3 separate regions of the Mus musculus genome follow, and all the other regions are linked to region 1. A link is a contact called in public Hi-C and HiCAR-type data. All regions are on one chromosome and are shown on one strand. The core of a region is the stretch at or near the end of the contact, and the rest is flanking DNA. Distances in the headings are between cores, read along the strand shown.

What was found. A called contact is a pair of places that touch in the nucleus more often than the background predicts. HiCAR-type assays count read pairs that join an accessible place to other places.
Region 2: a contact with region 1 is called in a HiCAR-type map of astrocytes, with 2.3 times the contacts expected there. The contact joins two enhancer-like sites. A contact is called at or near these places in 2 of 39 promoter capture datasets (the 3T3-L1 cell line and maxillary cranial neural crest), 5 of 484 Hi-C or Micro-C datasets (the HL-1 cell line, bone marrow-derived macrophages, cerebellum and 2 more) and 3 of 115 datasets of contacts at active chromatin or transcription factors (astrocytes, bone marrow-derived macrophages and oligodendrocyte precursor cells).
Region 3: a contact with region 1 is called in a Hi-C map of the N1E-115 cell line, with 15 times the contacts expected there. The contact joins two enhancer-like sites. A contact is called at or near these places in 6 of 484 Hi-C or Micro-C datasets (B cells, CD4 T cells, the HL-1 cell line and 3 more) and 2 of 115 datasets of contacts at active chromatin or transcription factors (memory CD8 T cells and microglia).

The regions. Positions count from the first base shown.
Region 1 is chr8:125,065,324-125,070,469 of GRCm38.p6, reverse strand. All of the region lies in intron 1 of Disc1 (disrupted in schizophrenia 1), which reads right to left. Among named protein-coding and RNA genes, the nearest start is that of Disc1, 14 kb to the right of the region's middle. Within about 2 kb of position 2,674, at least 212 of the 459 cell types and tissues checked have an H3K27ac peak or open chromatin away from gene starts, as enhancers often do. A contact at or near this core is called in the N1E-115 cell line, astrocytes, memory CD8 T cells and 1 more, where this site is marked.
Region 2 is chr8:125,426,754-125,431,899 of GRCm38.p6, reverse strand. The region is part of intron 19 of Sipa1l2 (signal-induced proliferation-associated 1 like 2); the gene reads left to right. Among named protein-coding and RNA genes, the nearest start is that of Gm30713, 43 kb to the right of the region's middle. Within about 2 kb of position 2,414, at least 29 of the 459 cell types and tissues checked have an H3K27ac peak or open chromatin away from gene starts, as enhancers often do. A contact at or near this core is called in astrocytes and oligodendrocyte precursor cells, where this site is marked.
Region 3 is chr8:125,335,966-125,341,111 of GRCm38.p6, reverse strand. No RefSeq gene overlaps it. Among named protein-coding and RNA genes, the nearest start is that of Gm30713, 47 kb to the left of the region's middle. Within about 2 kb of position 3,216, at least 58 of the 459 cell types and tissues checked have an H3K27ac peak or open chromatin away from gene starts, as enhancers often do. A contact at or near this core is called in the N1E-115 cell line and memory CD8 T cells, where this site is marked.

The sequences.
Region 1 (5,146 bases), core at 1,425-3,924:
TCTAGCTACCCAGCTTTCCCTGGGGATCCTCTGCCTCCATCTCCTGAGAGCTGGGGCGTGGGTCTGACGAGATTAGGGCCTCAACTCTGGTCTTCACACTTATACATTAGGTGTGGCAGGTACGCTACCCATTGAGTCATCTTCCCAGCCACATACAGTGTTGTGTACCAATCTTCCTCAAGGAAGCCATTCTTAGGGTGAAAGAGGAATGTCTTCCCAAGACTTCTCTGTGGCCACAACCTCTCGCCCTAGACTCCCATCAGAGACCTAAGACAGCAAGTGAAAACTGTGTCTGCCTCAGCCTCTGGCACCTTAACTGTCAGAGGATGGGCACCCCCTTTTTGGCTCCCTCTGCTTCTCTTGGTTTCTTTCCTCTGCAGCATGCTGGGAATTGCTAAAAAACGTGCAGAACCAAGTAACAAGCCTAAAAGCCAGCTGAAGGCCTCTCGGCTGACACCGATTGTCACATTTTATTTATGTGCTAGGGAAAGGATTCGGTGCCCTTTAATCAGATTAGCTCTAGAATTTGCCAGCGTTCTCTGAGCATTCCATCTGTCTCACCTTATTAGCCCGGGCCTTAAATATTCCCCTGGGGAGATTAGTGGAGTGCAGGTTTCCTTCCAGCAGAAGTCACATGACACAAGATGGCAGATATTCCTCTATAAGACCCAAGAGTGACTCATTGTCCTGGGCCTTGTGATAATATAAAGAGCTCAGGGGTTATGGTCAGTGATGACCCTGGACTGAGCAAACAGAATGTTTCCTGTTAGTACCAAAACATAAGGTGTACCTTGCTTCGCACTGAAAAGACCTGGTACTCAGACAAGGGAGGTGGGGTTTGCAGCCGCTCACCTACACAGACGGGTCTCCTCTCTAGAAACTAACAATCTCATGTTTAGAGCTTAAGGGGGTGTGGCATTAGCTAAAGCCCTCTGATGTCCCTGGGGCGGGCTGGCAATTTCTCAGGGAAGTGAAAATGACATTCTCCTGGCATCCAGGCACCTGGAGGATCTGTTGAGGCTACGGCTTCCCAGACAGACTCTCACAGAAGCCCGGCCATTTCCTTCACAGAAGAGCAGGTTTCTGCAGGGGAGCACTTGGCGTGATTAGCCTTCAGCTGACAGAGAAGAAAGCCTGGAGGGAGATGGCTCTGTGTGACCTTAAGTGACATTATTAAGCAGCTTTTCCCATGGCTGTGACCAAAAACCTGACAAGAAACAACCTAAGAGGAGGCAAGTGTATTCTGGCCCAGGGTTTGAGAGCGCAAGTCTCCCCCTGGAAACCACCGAAGATCATCAACTCGCCTCTGGAACCTCTCCGGTGAGCTCCCTTCATCCCCCAAACCCACAGTTTAGCATCCTCAAACTCCTGACCTTCACTCTTGCCTTCTTCTTTCCATTAGAAACACCCACAATTCCTTCAGTCAACCCAGGTGATTTGAGACATATCCAAAAATTGATAGTTTTAGACTTCACCACATCTACCCTTCAAGCTCCTCCAAGCCACACTGGGGAAAGCTATGCACAGATGCTTCGGACACAAGCATCTATGGGAAACCATTGTTCTAACTCCTGGAACTATCTTTAGGAGATGGAGGAGGGCAGAAGGTGAAAGGAAGGGGGAGAAGAAGGCGATGGAAAGGAGAGGGGGATGGTTCAGCAGTTAAGAGCTCTGGCTGCTCTTCCAGAGGTCCTGAGTTCAATTCCCAGCAGCTTCATGGTGTCTTACAGTCATCTATAATGAGATCTGGTGCCCTCTTCTGGCCTGCAGGCATACTTGCAGGCAGAATGCTGTATACATAATAAATATATAAATCTAAAAAAATAAAATAAAATAAACAAAAAACAATACCCTAGCTAAACGCAAATGAGGGGAAGAAAGGGTTTCTTCCTCAGATTATCACTGAGGGAAGTCAGGGCAGAAACTCAAACAAAAACTTGATGCAGAAATCATGGCAGAAGGTGACTGCTTGCTGGCTGGCTCACAGGCTCATGCTTAACTAACTTTCTTATACAATCCAGACAATCTGTCTAAGGAATGGTGCCACCCAAAGTGGGCTGAGACTGCCTACATCAATTAACGAACATGTTGATCCTTCACAGGCACACCACAGGCCAATCTGAGTTAGGCAATCCCTCACTTGAGACTTCCTTCTCAGATGACAGTTACAGTCAACCAGGACAGGCACAGCACATCAAAGCAGGCAAGGAATGGTGACAGGAGCTTGGGCATCTGGTCTCATGGCATCCACAGTCAGGAAGCTGAGAGAGAGATGAACGCGCCACAGATATTTTTCTGTTTGGTTCCTGTAGCGTCACCACAGACGTGCCAAGGTCAGCAGTAAGATGGCAGAGGCATAAATGCAATGACCCATCCTGGGGCACAGTGAGGTCACCAGACACACCCTCCAGGATGCTATGCCAGCTAAGCTAGCAATGTTGATGATACACCCCTGCTGCCACATAGAGACCATCAGCCAAACCCCAAAAGCTGCCCCTCAGGAGAGGGCATCCGTGAGCTGAGAAATTAGAATATAAGTTGCTGAGGCCACATGCCCCATCCCATGGGACCTCATTGGCATAGTCCCAGACTGCGGCCTGCCTTGACTGTGTGACGTTGTCTTATATTGTCTACTGTCATCCCCGTGACAGTTTCAGGAAGCAAGCATGCGGTGCTCAGCACACAGGCAGAGATTAGAATCAAACAGCTCGTCCCTGCCCACACAGCTAGTGAGTGAGTGACAGGGGCTGTCGGAGACTTGGAATCGAGTCACCTCTCCTCAATAGTCTTGATAAAGTGCCTACTATGAGGCCAGCTTTGTACAAATGGCACGATCATCCCTGAAAGCACAAGGAAGCTAGCTGGGACTCTTCCCTTTCATTGCTGGGAGAACTTGGACGGAAAGTCCCCTGGCTGCCGGAAACGCTACTGTTCAGTTTGTTTGTATGCTAGTTGCTACCTCATTCAGAGGGGAGTGGGGGGGGGGGGGGAACATGGCTAGGTCTGAGGGGACAATGGGAACTCATAGCTGCTCTGAAGCCAGCATTTCCTGTGGGTTTTCTGCAGCTGAAACAAGAAGCCCTTTGACTGTGGCTCCTGTGGGGTTCCAGGAAGCAAGCTGGCCTTTTCTGCTCTGAGAGGCCTTTGACAATGCGGAAGGAACACCCTGAGCGTGGGCCAAGTAGGCTGTCCTGCGGCCAGTGTCACAGAAGTGGTAACAGTTCACAAGCAACAGTTCCAAAACTTTACCCAGAGCCTGCAGGGTTCTGCAGGAAGGCAAAGGCAGCGTGCCCCAGTCCCAGGGTTGGTCTGCGAGCGTTTAGTAATGGTTTTATTAAGTACCTTCAAAACATACTCACTTCCCATCCTGTAGCGTAAAAGCCCAAAAAAGGTCTTCTTTGGGGTCAGGGCGCCCTCTGTAGGTATGAAGTTGTACATGCAAGAATGTTCTGCCAGTGGATGCCTGCTTGTCAGTCACATGGAGAAACCAAACACAGTATCCTAGGAGAGGGCCTTACACAGATGCCATTGCACAGAGATGGCGGCTACACAAGGTCCAGACAAAATCAAGCAAGAAGCCCAAAGCTCTGCCGGTTCTGGGATCTCCACAAGGCCAGTGCAAGCTGCACTCGAAGCCCTTGGTTTGTGTGATCAGCCTACCCCATTACCTCCTGTGCCAGTGATTTGCTGCAACACTGAGATAATACCACTAACTAAAGAATTCTTCACAGAACTGTTGCTGCTGGCTGCTCTCTCACATGCAAAGGAAACACCATTTCCCTGCATTCTGGTGGTTAAACAAAAGCCAGCATCCCCCATGAGCTCCTACAGTCCCTCTGCCAAAGGGGCCATTTCCCTTTTCAGTGGCAGAAGGAACACATGGCTATGTGAGGTGGCTATAAGCATTCCAAAACCCATGCTGACCTCAGGCTCCCTCAGGATCACTAGTACCCATCTCTTCTTAGCCCCCTACACACACACACACACACACACACACACACACACACACACACTCAACTTCTCCAGCTCAAGGGTTTCCCTCCCCTCTGCTACTCATTCTTCTCATAACCCTGCTATTATGGATATGCTCTCTTTTGCCCACAATCTCTTAGTCTTTCTATCTATCATTTATCTATCTATCTATATCTATCTCTCTATGTGTGTATGTATGTGTGTATATATATGTGTATGTGTAGTGTGTGTATGTGTGTGGTGTGTATATGTGCGAGGTGTGTATATATGTGTGCATGTGTATATATGTATGTGTGTATGTGTGTGGTGTGTATATGTGCGAGGTGTGTATATATGTGTGCATGTGTATATATGTATGTGTGTATGCATGTGTGTATGTATGTGTATATGCATGGTGTGTGCATGTGGTGCATGTATGTGTGTGTGTGCATGTGTATATATGTATGCATATATGTGTATGGTATATGTGTGCACATGCACACATGTGTCCTTCTTCCCCATCTCTCTGCTGGCCACATTCAATCTATTTTTTTTCTCTGTGCTCAGGACCCTTCCTGATGCCTCTGGCTGTTCTCTCCCTCATACCTACAATAAAAACCTGTCCCTTGACCGTACTGTGGAACAATCATCAGTTTATACACCTTTAGAGGCACAGTGCCAGGTCCAGCTCACCCTCCAGCCCAGCAGGACCTTGGGCTGCAAAACTGGGCACCCAAGGACTTGGATGCTGATTGAATAACATTTGTTCCCAGCATGCCCTCTGTGCTCTCTGATAAGAAAGGCATTCCCCGTGATTCGGGAACTTTGATGGTTCCTGATAGATGGTGGCGATAGACGCCGGTGGGAGATGGGACAAGGGTGCTTGAGAGCTGGTAGCTGTAGAGCTGGCTTGGGGTGCTCTGTGTCCTCTACTGTGTTCCACTGTCCCAGGCTTGGGATGCTCTGTGCCCTACACTGTGCCCCACAGTCCAGGTACTCCAGTGTTAAAATCATGACAATGTGTTTTTTTCTCTTCTGAAACACTTACAAGGCTCCTTTAGAAACTGTTGCCACTTTGATTGACCTTAAACATACAATGTACATAAAACATATGCCAGGAACTGAAGGACTGTCAGGGGAAAGACCCTTTGCTCACTAAAAAAGGAAACAAAGTCTAGAAGTCTGAAACCTCAAC
Region 2 (5,146 bases), core at 1,165-3,664, 360 kb before region 1:
GGGACATCTCAGACACACTAGCCTGCAGGGACATCTTAGACACACTAGCCTATGGGGACATTTTACACACCAGCCCAGGGGGACATCTCAGACACACTAGCCTGCAGGGACATTTTAGACACACTACCCTATGGGGACATTTTACACACTAGCCCAGGGGGACATCTCAGACACACTAGCCTACAAGGACATCTTACATACAATCTGACACTTCAGCATTCTTTCTGCTCCCATCTTTATAGCAGATGAATTGATTGGGACTGTTCACAGGGCTGGCCTTCAGGCCTCATCAGAGGGTGTGGCCCTAGGGCTCACAGCCTCCATTGGCTCCTCACACCTGTGACATCAGGCTTTGGGAAACAGGTTGGATCATCTCCCAGAGGGGTGTCAGGTTACAGAAGGCAAGGACTGCTACTGTAACCCATCCTCTCCTCTTGTGACCTAGCCTGCTGAAGAGACCTTCTGTTTACCCATGTCTCTGGGGCGCGTGTCTACAGGGTGGGACGGGGGTGTTGCTCCAAGGCAGGATTGCTGAGAGGGGACACTGTAAGTCAACATACCCTTCCTACTTCCCACTAGTGAGTCTCTCCCTCCAGGAAACAGTCTCAATGGTGTCCATATACTTAATTATTTCCCTGTTACAAACTGCTGAAGGTGGTGGATTCAGACTTTAGTACCATGTTGATAGAAGTAGCAGCTAGCACATCTGCAAACAGTTTTTTTGGGGGGGTGAAACATCAGTGCAACTGATTCCTCCAGTCAGAAACCTTAGGTCAGCAGCCATGACATGCAGGAGAGCTTGCCTGGTTGAACTCACGAGCACTCCCTCATGACAAACACTCATGGGACGCTGATCTGAGACTTCAGTTGCCGTACCTTCTTACCCCAGCACATGCGCGGTAGAAGGGTGGGATGAGGCTCTTCAGCAATGCAGCTGCTTCCCTCCCAGGTGCTTGTGTTCCCCTAAGTCACCCCAGGAAACTCCCTGGCTCACCAAGCCACCTTGAGTGGGGTCTTCCCTCTGGTTTGTCAAGGGTGTGTCTGCATCTGGGATGAATATGTTTCCTTCCACCAACTTATGGACAGACAACATGATTCCTACTTAGAAAATCAAAACAAGAATCCCTCCCTGGAAGTTGTGTGTCCCGTTGACGTGCCTCATTCATCACCAGAAAGGTCATGTTCATCTTCACTGAGCTAAAGCGTGGGTGCTTGGATGCTGTCATGTTATTCAAGAGTACAGCCAAGGCACCAGATTCACCACCCCCATTACAACTGTGTGTTACTGAGACCACCGGATAAGTCACCAGCACCCTCCAGAGAGGAATGTGTTCCCGGGCTTGCTGACCACAGGCAGTGAGACAATTCAAGAAACTAGAGATGAAACTTGAGGTCTGAACTTTGGAGATGTGTGATATATTACTCTGATAACTGGCTAAGAAGAATTAAGGACTGCAGAGGGGCTGGGGAGACTGTCTGGTGGGTAACATCACGTTCAGAGTTTGAATTCCCAGCACTACATCAAAGCTAAACACTGACTGCACACCTATAACCCAGCCTTGTTGGGGGGAGCTGAAATAGGCAGGTCCAGGAGCTTGCTAAAGAAGGAATGAAGTAAAAGAAATCCGTTTTAAAATACAGCAGCAAGTAAGGCATCCGTGCACTGTGTAGACAGAGCAGTAGAGTGTTGTGTAGACAGAGCAGTAGAGTGCTGTGTAGACAGAGCAGTAGAGTGCTGTGTAGACAGAGCAGTAGAGTGCTGTGTAGACAGAGCAGTAGAGTGTTGTGTAGACAGAGCAGTAGAGTGTTGTGTAGACAGAGCAGTAGAGTGTGTCTTTGGACGCTGACTGGCATTTGGCAGACATGGTCCCAAGTGGTACAAACAGAGCAAGATGGAGTTGATGTGAGAGAGGAGGCTCCTGGGGCTAGAGCAGATTGCCATCCCCTGGAGAAGTCACAGGTTCTGTAAGGCCTCTCTTGGGCTTGTGTCATGGGACCTTGTCATGTTTGGGGTCTTGCTGTCCCCTGCAGAATGCATACCTTGCCCATGCCTGTCATCCCCTACTTAAAACCTACGCAGGAGGTGAAGCGCAGCCTCAGTGCCTGCCTGGGCAGCAGGAGGAGATCCTGACTCAAAAAGCGCAGGGCTTGGATCCCATATCTTGTATCACAAGAAACAGAACTCTCCCTAGGAAACTCAGACACAGTTCCCCAGTGCCAGGAATTAGCTTCGAGACTAAAGGGAACCTGTCACCAGACCATCTATAGATGGCAACTCAGAAAGTCCCTAGCTAATGGCCTCCTCTGCCCGTGCCCTAGCTGACTCTGGTGGGGCTCTCCCTCAACACAGTGCTTGTTGGGCTGTCTTTGGAATGGGGGGAGGCCATGCACCTGGCCCTGCTCTGAGGCCTCTGCCAGGCTGGCTCCATTTGCACTGACAACGAGGTGCCGCCTCTCCTCACCCCACCCCTCATTCCTTCACACTTTCTCATTGCCTGTTCTCTGGGTGACACTAAAGAAAGATTAAAAGAAGTTATTGAGGAATGTCCGCTGCATAGGAATAAATTTCATGGTGACATAATTGAGTATTTATTGCAAGACACAATAGGGGATGAAGAACAAAGGGCAAAGTGTGGAGGTCACTGAAAAGCCACCGAGAATGTTCCAAAACCAAGTGTCACTCAGAACTACCAAGCTCAGTGAGTTGTTTTCAGTTTCAAAGAATAATGGTGCCCTTGTGCAAGGCTTTCCTGAAATCTAGCGGCAGCTTTCTTATGTAATAGAATTCTTTTTCAAATCTCTTAAAAAGAGAGCCCCATTTAGACAGCCTGGGTCTGTAAGATTGCAGTGAGAAAGCATAGTGAACTGCTGTAGTGGGTGGGGATTATTCATTGTTACAGTCGAGAGTTTAACTAGTTTAATAAAAGAAAAGCTTTAATTATAGTAAGTTATAGTAGGTGAAGTAATTAAGAGTGATTATCCTAATTTCTTAAAAGTATATCTAATGGAATTGGGACCGATTTCTAATCAGAGATAAGACTTGAGAGATCCTAACACAGTCTTGTGGAGGATGTAGCCTGATTCCCAGATAGTCTACAGGATGCAGTTGGGAATATGCTGATGAGCAGGGTTTCCTCAGAAGTTAAACAAGAAGCTGCCTTAGTTTCTTTCTCATTGCTGAAATAAGATGCCCTGACAGAGCAATGTGAGGGAGAAGCATGAACTCTGACTCACAGTTCCTAAGAGAATAGTCCCCCGTGCAGGGAAGGGTTTGCATTGCTGTGAGCAGACACCATGATCAAGGCAGCTCCTATGAAGGACAAGGTTTACTTGGGGCTGGCTCGCAGGTTCAGAGGTTCAGTCCATTACTATAAAGGTGGGAACATGGCAGCATCCAGGCAGGCATGGTGCAGGAGGAGCTGAGAGTTCTATGTCTTCATCTGAAGGCTGCTAGGAGAAGACTGGCTTCCAAAGTCTTAAAGTCCACCCCCTCGGTGACATACCTACTCCAACAAGGCTACACCTACTCCAACATGACCACACCTCATAATAATGCCACTCCCTGTGCCAAACATATTCAGAGCATCAGCAAAGGCATGGTGTGGTTGCCCACAGCATTGGAAGCTGGTTGGTCCCATTATGTCCACGCACAGGACACAAGACTAGGACCTGGATGTGGTGTGGCTCTGCATTTCGCTCTGAGAGGGAAGCACCAATACACTGCTGGGGCGTGGGAAAATGCAGCCTAAGAGGAGGGAGGCCAAAGCTGGGGTTCCCTGACTCCAAGGCATTCAGTCACCACTGGAAACCGCACAGAGGAGTTGAAAGGGAGGATCAGGGTCCACAGGCCTTAGATGAGGAGCTGGGGCCAGGGGTCTCTTTACTCCTGGACTTCCAGACGCTGCTGGGTCTCAGGGAATTGGGAACAGAGTTGGATCAGGGCCAGGGAGGATAGGAAACTCGGGCTTAGCTCATTGGCGATTGTCCTTACCCTGGCAGCAACTGTCTGGGAGCATGGAGGGGCCTTCTGCAGGAGACTTAAGACGGCATGACTCTGTAGACAAAGGCTTCCTCCATGCTTCCCACAGCAGTTCTTGATAAGAGAGACAGTCCTTGGTTCCACACTGTTCATGGATTGTTCACCGGAGAAAATGAGTGCTTACCGACTCCTCAGGGTGGACCAGAGATTAGATACCTTTTGTAGGAAGGGATGTCGGGGAAGGGAAGCTCACTGGCTGAGCCCTCAGGGTCTCTAGGCACCTCATCAGCATGGAGAACTCTGTCCTGATCTAAGTGACCATAGGTCACCTTCCTATGTAAGGAGCGTGGTCATGTGACAGGGGCCTGGTTGGCAGCAGGTGAAGCTCCTACCGTCCTCTCTGGGTTCTCCGGCTTCCAACCCGCTCAGCTTTACCAGGTCTCTAGGCACAGTCACTGCCCCACAGGAGCTGGTTGCAGGACCAGGCGCTAGAGTCCCAGGGCCCTCAGACACCCTCGTCTTCCAGCAAGACTCCACCTCCTAAAGGTTCTACCACCTTCCCTAGCAGTGGGATCAAATGTTCAAACCGATGAGCTTATGGAGAGCACACATGCAGACCACAACAGGAACCCCCTGAACCCACATCCTTTACTGTTTGCATTGGGGTCCCTAACACATCAACAGTGTCATGTGGAAAGGGGGGGGATGAATTCCAGGGGCTTAAGACTGCCGTCATGCTTATACACCTAGTAGGATCAAATGGAAATTATTAAAGATTCTAAAATTGCCATGCAGTGGTGGCACATGCCTTTAATCCCAGCACTCAGAAAATCAAGTTCCAGGATGCTCCAGGCTACATAGAGGAGACCCTTTCTCAAAATACAAACAAACATAAATCTAGAATTAACTAGATGAGCAACTTTTCAAAGTATTCCTGATTTTTAGCTACTATTTTTATATAACAAGCCATCCCGAAATGCATGGCTGCCGCCATCAGCACTCTATGCCCTCCAGCTCAGCCACGTGGTTGGTTCTCCTGCTTCATAGGCCAACAGGGTGCACGCATGGAGCTTGGCTGTGTCCAGCCCATCCAGAGGACCCCACTCCTGTGCATGTCTGGAATAGCCGTACCCTGGCTGAACTCTGCACCCATCTGGGGTCGTGGTG
Region 3 (5,146 bases), core at 1,967-4,466, 270 kb before region 1:
ATCATCATCCATACATGTGTGCATATATACAACAAAAGATTAAGAAAAAAAAAAGAACCATTCCCCGCCCCATATGTTTTCAGGGGACTTCAGGGAAGATTCTGCTGTCATCAAAAATACATATTCAGACGGAATCTGTGGTTCCCAGAGTGCTGGGATAGGTTCCCAGATGGGCAGCACTGGGGAAGCACACAGATCCACAGAACTGAATGCCAAGACATTTTATAATCTAGTTCCTTCCCTGGGGCATGGTCCAGGCAAGGCTGTCTTGAGCCCATGTTCACACTAAAGCTTACAGGTGTTTGTTAATCAAATATCTATTATGAACATGATAGGTATAGCGCCTGTTCAAGGTCTAGGGATCCAAGGTGAGAACAAGGGCTTATCCTGCCCTCTGTGAGCTTGTGTTTAAGTCATGAAGGATAGACACTAAATGGCAAGTGGCAGACAAGGAAGATGACATCTGCAGGCATTGCATGTGGTGAAGGATGACGGGGCAGGTAATGAAGCAGCAGATACTGAAGCCACACTTCAAGGGGACAGGGTCAGGGAAACTTTCCTAAGAGATGACATAGCAGAGCCTCCTGGAGCCAGCAACTCTAAAAGCATCCTGGAAAGATGGCTTCTACAAATGAGAGAAGCGCTTTGAGGTGGGATGGCTTCATTTCCCAGGGACTGACTGTTAACAGCACTGAGCATGGAGTGAGTTCTCACGCAGAGGACCCATAGCCAAAGCTGTAGTGTGAACTTGCTCTCTGTGCAGCAACGCACACTGGAGGGGGCTGGACAGGAAGTAGAAAGATCATATCCACTTGTAAAGAAAATTTGACCTTTAGGTTCCCTTCAGCAGCTTCAGAAGTCCTGGAGACAGGTGCCAAGCTCAACTTTAGCACTAAAAGACTTTCCTTCTGTCTGTAGCTTATTATGTTGAAAATAAGCTTGACTCACTAAGATTAAACACTACAAAGAGCTGTCCCCCCCAGCATCCCTTTCTCTCCTTTTTATTTGGCGCACACGCACACACACACACACACATACACACAAAACCTCCTAATGCTGCAATTCTGATCATGGTGTACTTTTTAATTAAGAAAGTATATCAAACATAAAAAGACTCTGGGTCAAAATGGGCAAGCCATCTTCACTTTAATTGATGTGACCGCGGCCATTTAGATATTTCATATTTGTTATTAAGCCTGCAGGGAAAGTGGGCACCCCAGGTCATCAGACCAACAGAAAGGGAACCGCTCGTCTAATTTAGGTCTAATTTGGATTAGTGCTGGCTAAGGGTTCTGTAGGTCAGCCAGGCCTATGTCATCAGAGAACAGAAAACAAGACAGTTATATTTCATACTTTAACCTAGCCACTCATGTCCATGGGAGATAGAGCCCTGTGGGTGGCAAGACTGTTTCATTCTTAAGACTGGTTGGAAATTTGCTGCAGTGAGTTCCATAGCTCCATGCTTCAGTTTCATGATGCCCACCACAGGCAGCTGGGAAAATGAATGCCAGCAGCCGCCTAATTAGATGACCCCAGCTAAGGAAGACAGGGCCTGTTACACAGAACACTCTCTCATACCCTCTGCCAGCTCCTGCTCACAGTGGAGTCTGTAATGCTCTGATTTCTACCTTTGAGTATCATAGAAGGGCAGAAAATAAAGGAAGAAATTGCTTATTTACCTGTTAACTTCTACTATAGATGGATCTTGGACACACGTAAGAATCTGACTCCAATCTAAATGTAAGAGGGGTGTCATGGGAAGGAGTGTTCTATCCATCATGAAGAGTTCCACGCAAACTGTTCAGCCCTCCTGGACTTCTGACCCTTCCACCCAAACCCAAAGGACAAAAAAACAGGAAAAGGGGCATGAAGTCTACACAGGAAAACACACATGAAGGCCACACAGGAAAACACACATGAAGACCACACAGGAAAACATACATGAAGACCACACAGGAAAACATACATGAAGACCACATAGGAAAACATACATGAAGGCAACACAGGAAAACACACATGAAATACACACAGGAAAACATACATGAAGGCTACACAGGGCTTTTTAAGGTCATGCTCAACAAACCACTGCAGGAGAATACTCAAGTTGATAAGGTTGCCTGACCCCATTTTTCTTACCTTTGTGTCACCATGACAGGAATACTTGACAAGAACAACTTAAGAGAGGGTTGTTTTAGCACATGGTCTCAGTCAACGATGGTGGGAGGGCATGGTAGAGGGAGCCTATGAATTTCTCACATCGTGGTGGACTGGGCGCAGTGGTCTGGGATTAGAGGCTGGGGAGAACTTTCTAAGGCCTGCCCTCAGTGACCTGCTTTTACCAGCCAGGCCCTACTTGGTGACCATCCCACAACCAGGATATTCAGCAAGAATTAACTCAGTTCTTAAAAAAATATTTCTGTGCGATGCAACTTTGCAATTGAGTTGTTGATTTTGTTTTTGAGACAGGCTTGCATGTAGCCCAGGCTGGCTTTTGACTTGCTAGGCAGCCAAGGCTGACCTTGAAAACCTGAGTGCCAGAGTCACAGGTGTGCACTCAGCTGGATTCATAGCGGTTATGTATAAAAACAGAATTGCAAAGTTCCTTGAAGTTTAACAAGAAGCTCCTGCCAACCTGCGGAACCTGCCTGAATGCGGGAAGAGGCTCCACCTCTGCCTCAGGGGGCAGTGGTCCTGCCCTGCCCTCCTCTGGCCAGTGAGCAGACTCCTCTTTCCTCCCAGACCTTACTTCTTGATGGTGGTACCGTTTGAATTCCAGCTCTGAGTCTGGCTTCCATGACCTTCAGACACGGACAGTGTGCTAAGGTGACACCCACTCAGAATGTCACCGAGAGGCTCCCTTCAGATGTGGAATTCTGAGATGAACTTCCAGTCCTGCCTTTGTGAACCACATGGGCAGTGTGATCCCAGGCTTATAAATTTTATAACACCCGCGAATGCTGGAGGAGACACATTTCAGAGATGGTTAAACAAGACCCTGAATTCCCTCGTGGACTATTTTTAAGGCTATCAATCTCTGTATTTGTCTCAGTTTACAGCCCTAATAGCCATTCTTTGCCTGTGTGCACACCCATAAATAAACCGAACGTAAAGGAGAAGGTAATTTAGATATAATGGAAGAAGCAACGCCTACACTGTCCATCTCGGGTGACTCAGCTCTTCCTCGCTGCCTATCACTTTTTGCGAGATCCTAGCTGCACTCCGTTCTGTAGACGTACTTTGCAGGCAGCAATCTGATTTCCAAAGGCTCCAGGAAAGACTCCCAGGATGGAAGATGAGTAGCTGAAGGAATTCTGAAATGCCAGAAGCCACAGCCCCAGAATGTACCCGGGAGCCCCGGGGGCGTTTGTGTACTGCAGCTAAACAAACACAAACGTAACAGCGCACACTTCCTACCACCCGGTTCTCCTCACATCAAAGTTTATTGATATGTTCAGAGGCCCAGATAGCGCGCAGATGCCCACATCAAAGGGCCCTGGTTGGAGCAGGCTTATCTGTCAGTTCCTAATTTCTGCAGTGCTTGCTCGCTAGTTCAGAGTGTCTGTTCTGTTTCTCTTTGTTATGCACAAGAATAATGTTGCAAGTTTGAATTATGAGACTGTCTCTTTGTTCACTTTGTTTTATCTCGATACATAGCTCCTGACCCAAAATATAGCTCTCTCTTCAGGAAGAGTAAGAGATAGATTAATCTCAAGCCAAATAGGTATGACTGTCCTTTTTGGCTTTCTGTTGCTGTGGTAAACACCATAACCAAAAGTAACAGGGAAGGTAAAGGTTTGTTTGGTTTACAGATAATAGAGTCCACTGTTATAGTTAGGGTTTCATTGCTGTGAAGAAACACTACGACCAAGGCAACTCTTATAAAGGACAACATTTAACTGGGGCTGGCCTACAGGTTCAGAGGTTCAGTCCATTATCATCATGATGGGAACCAAGGCAGCATCCAGGCAGACATGGTGCAGGAGGAGCCAAGAGTTCTACGTCCTCATTTGAAGGCAGTTAGGAGTTTCTCTTCTCACTGGGTGGAGCCTGAGCATAAAGACCTCAAAACTCACCCCCACAGTGGCACACTTCCTCTGACAAGGCCACACCTCCTAATAGTGCTACTCTGTAAGGCCAAGGATTCAACACACATGAATAGGCCAAACCCATTCAAACCACCACATCCACCATCAAAGGGACCCAAGGCAGGAACCCGATTAGCTGTCACAATGAACATAGTCTGGGAATGAGATTCTGGTCACCTCGGAGAGCACATTCCAGTGTGGAAAGAGTGTTAGGGAGCTACAGAGCAAAGGGAAGTTGTGAGGCAAGGCAGTTTTAAAAACACATTAGTGGAAATACTGGGTAGCTTGGTTATAGCAAATGAGGGAAAACTCACTTGGCTCCGTGTGCTTAGGTGCTGCCTGCTGGCATTTGGAGCTTCTGGGTTGGTGGAAGCTGGGGGTGGGGATGGGGGTGGGGGTGGGGTCTGTTGCATTAACACATCCCAAAGACTTAACCTGATAGTTAACACACAGCGACCTAGGACACACACAGACACACAGAGAATGAGAGGAAAGAGTTAAAAAACAAAAACAAAAACAAAAGATTGCCCTTTTCTGTGCTGTAAATCGATTAAAATAAAATACAGCTGTTATAAAGTTAGAGTCCCCGTGGGATGAGGGACATGCAGGAGTCCAGTAGGTCTCCCTCCCCATCCACAGCTACAAGCGACTCTCGCCGGCTCCTTGCTCTTCCGAAATTTCATCAAGACTGCGAAGGAAAGATGCCCGATGTGGCATTGTGCTCACACGACGCTCTTCCTTTGTCCTTCCTCTCCGTAACAAATCGCCTCTAAAAGCACACAGCTTTTGCTGCCTCGCACGCAGCCACGCCGCGTGTGGCTACTTAAGATGAAATTGAATCATCAATTATTCATTACAGAATTAGAATTAGCCGAAATGAAATACGGCGGAGATCCTCGAAGAAGACCTCAGTGCTCCGTGCCCCTGTGCCCAGCGACTACCAGCGGCTCTCTTCTGAATGTGGGCCAAACACACTTGTTTGTTTGTTTTGAGACAGTGTCATTGTATAGGCCTGGCTGGTCTTACCATGTAGCACCGGCAGACTTAACTCCAAGTCCTCC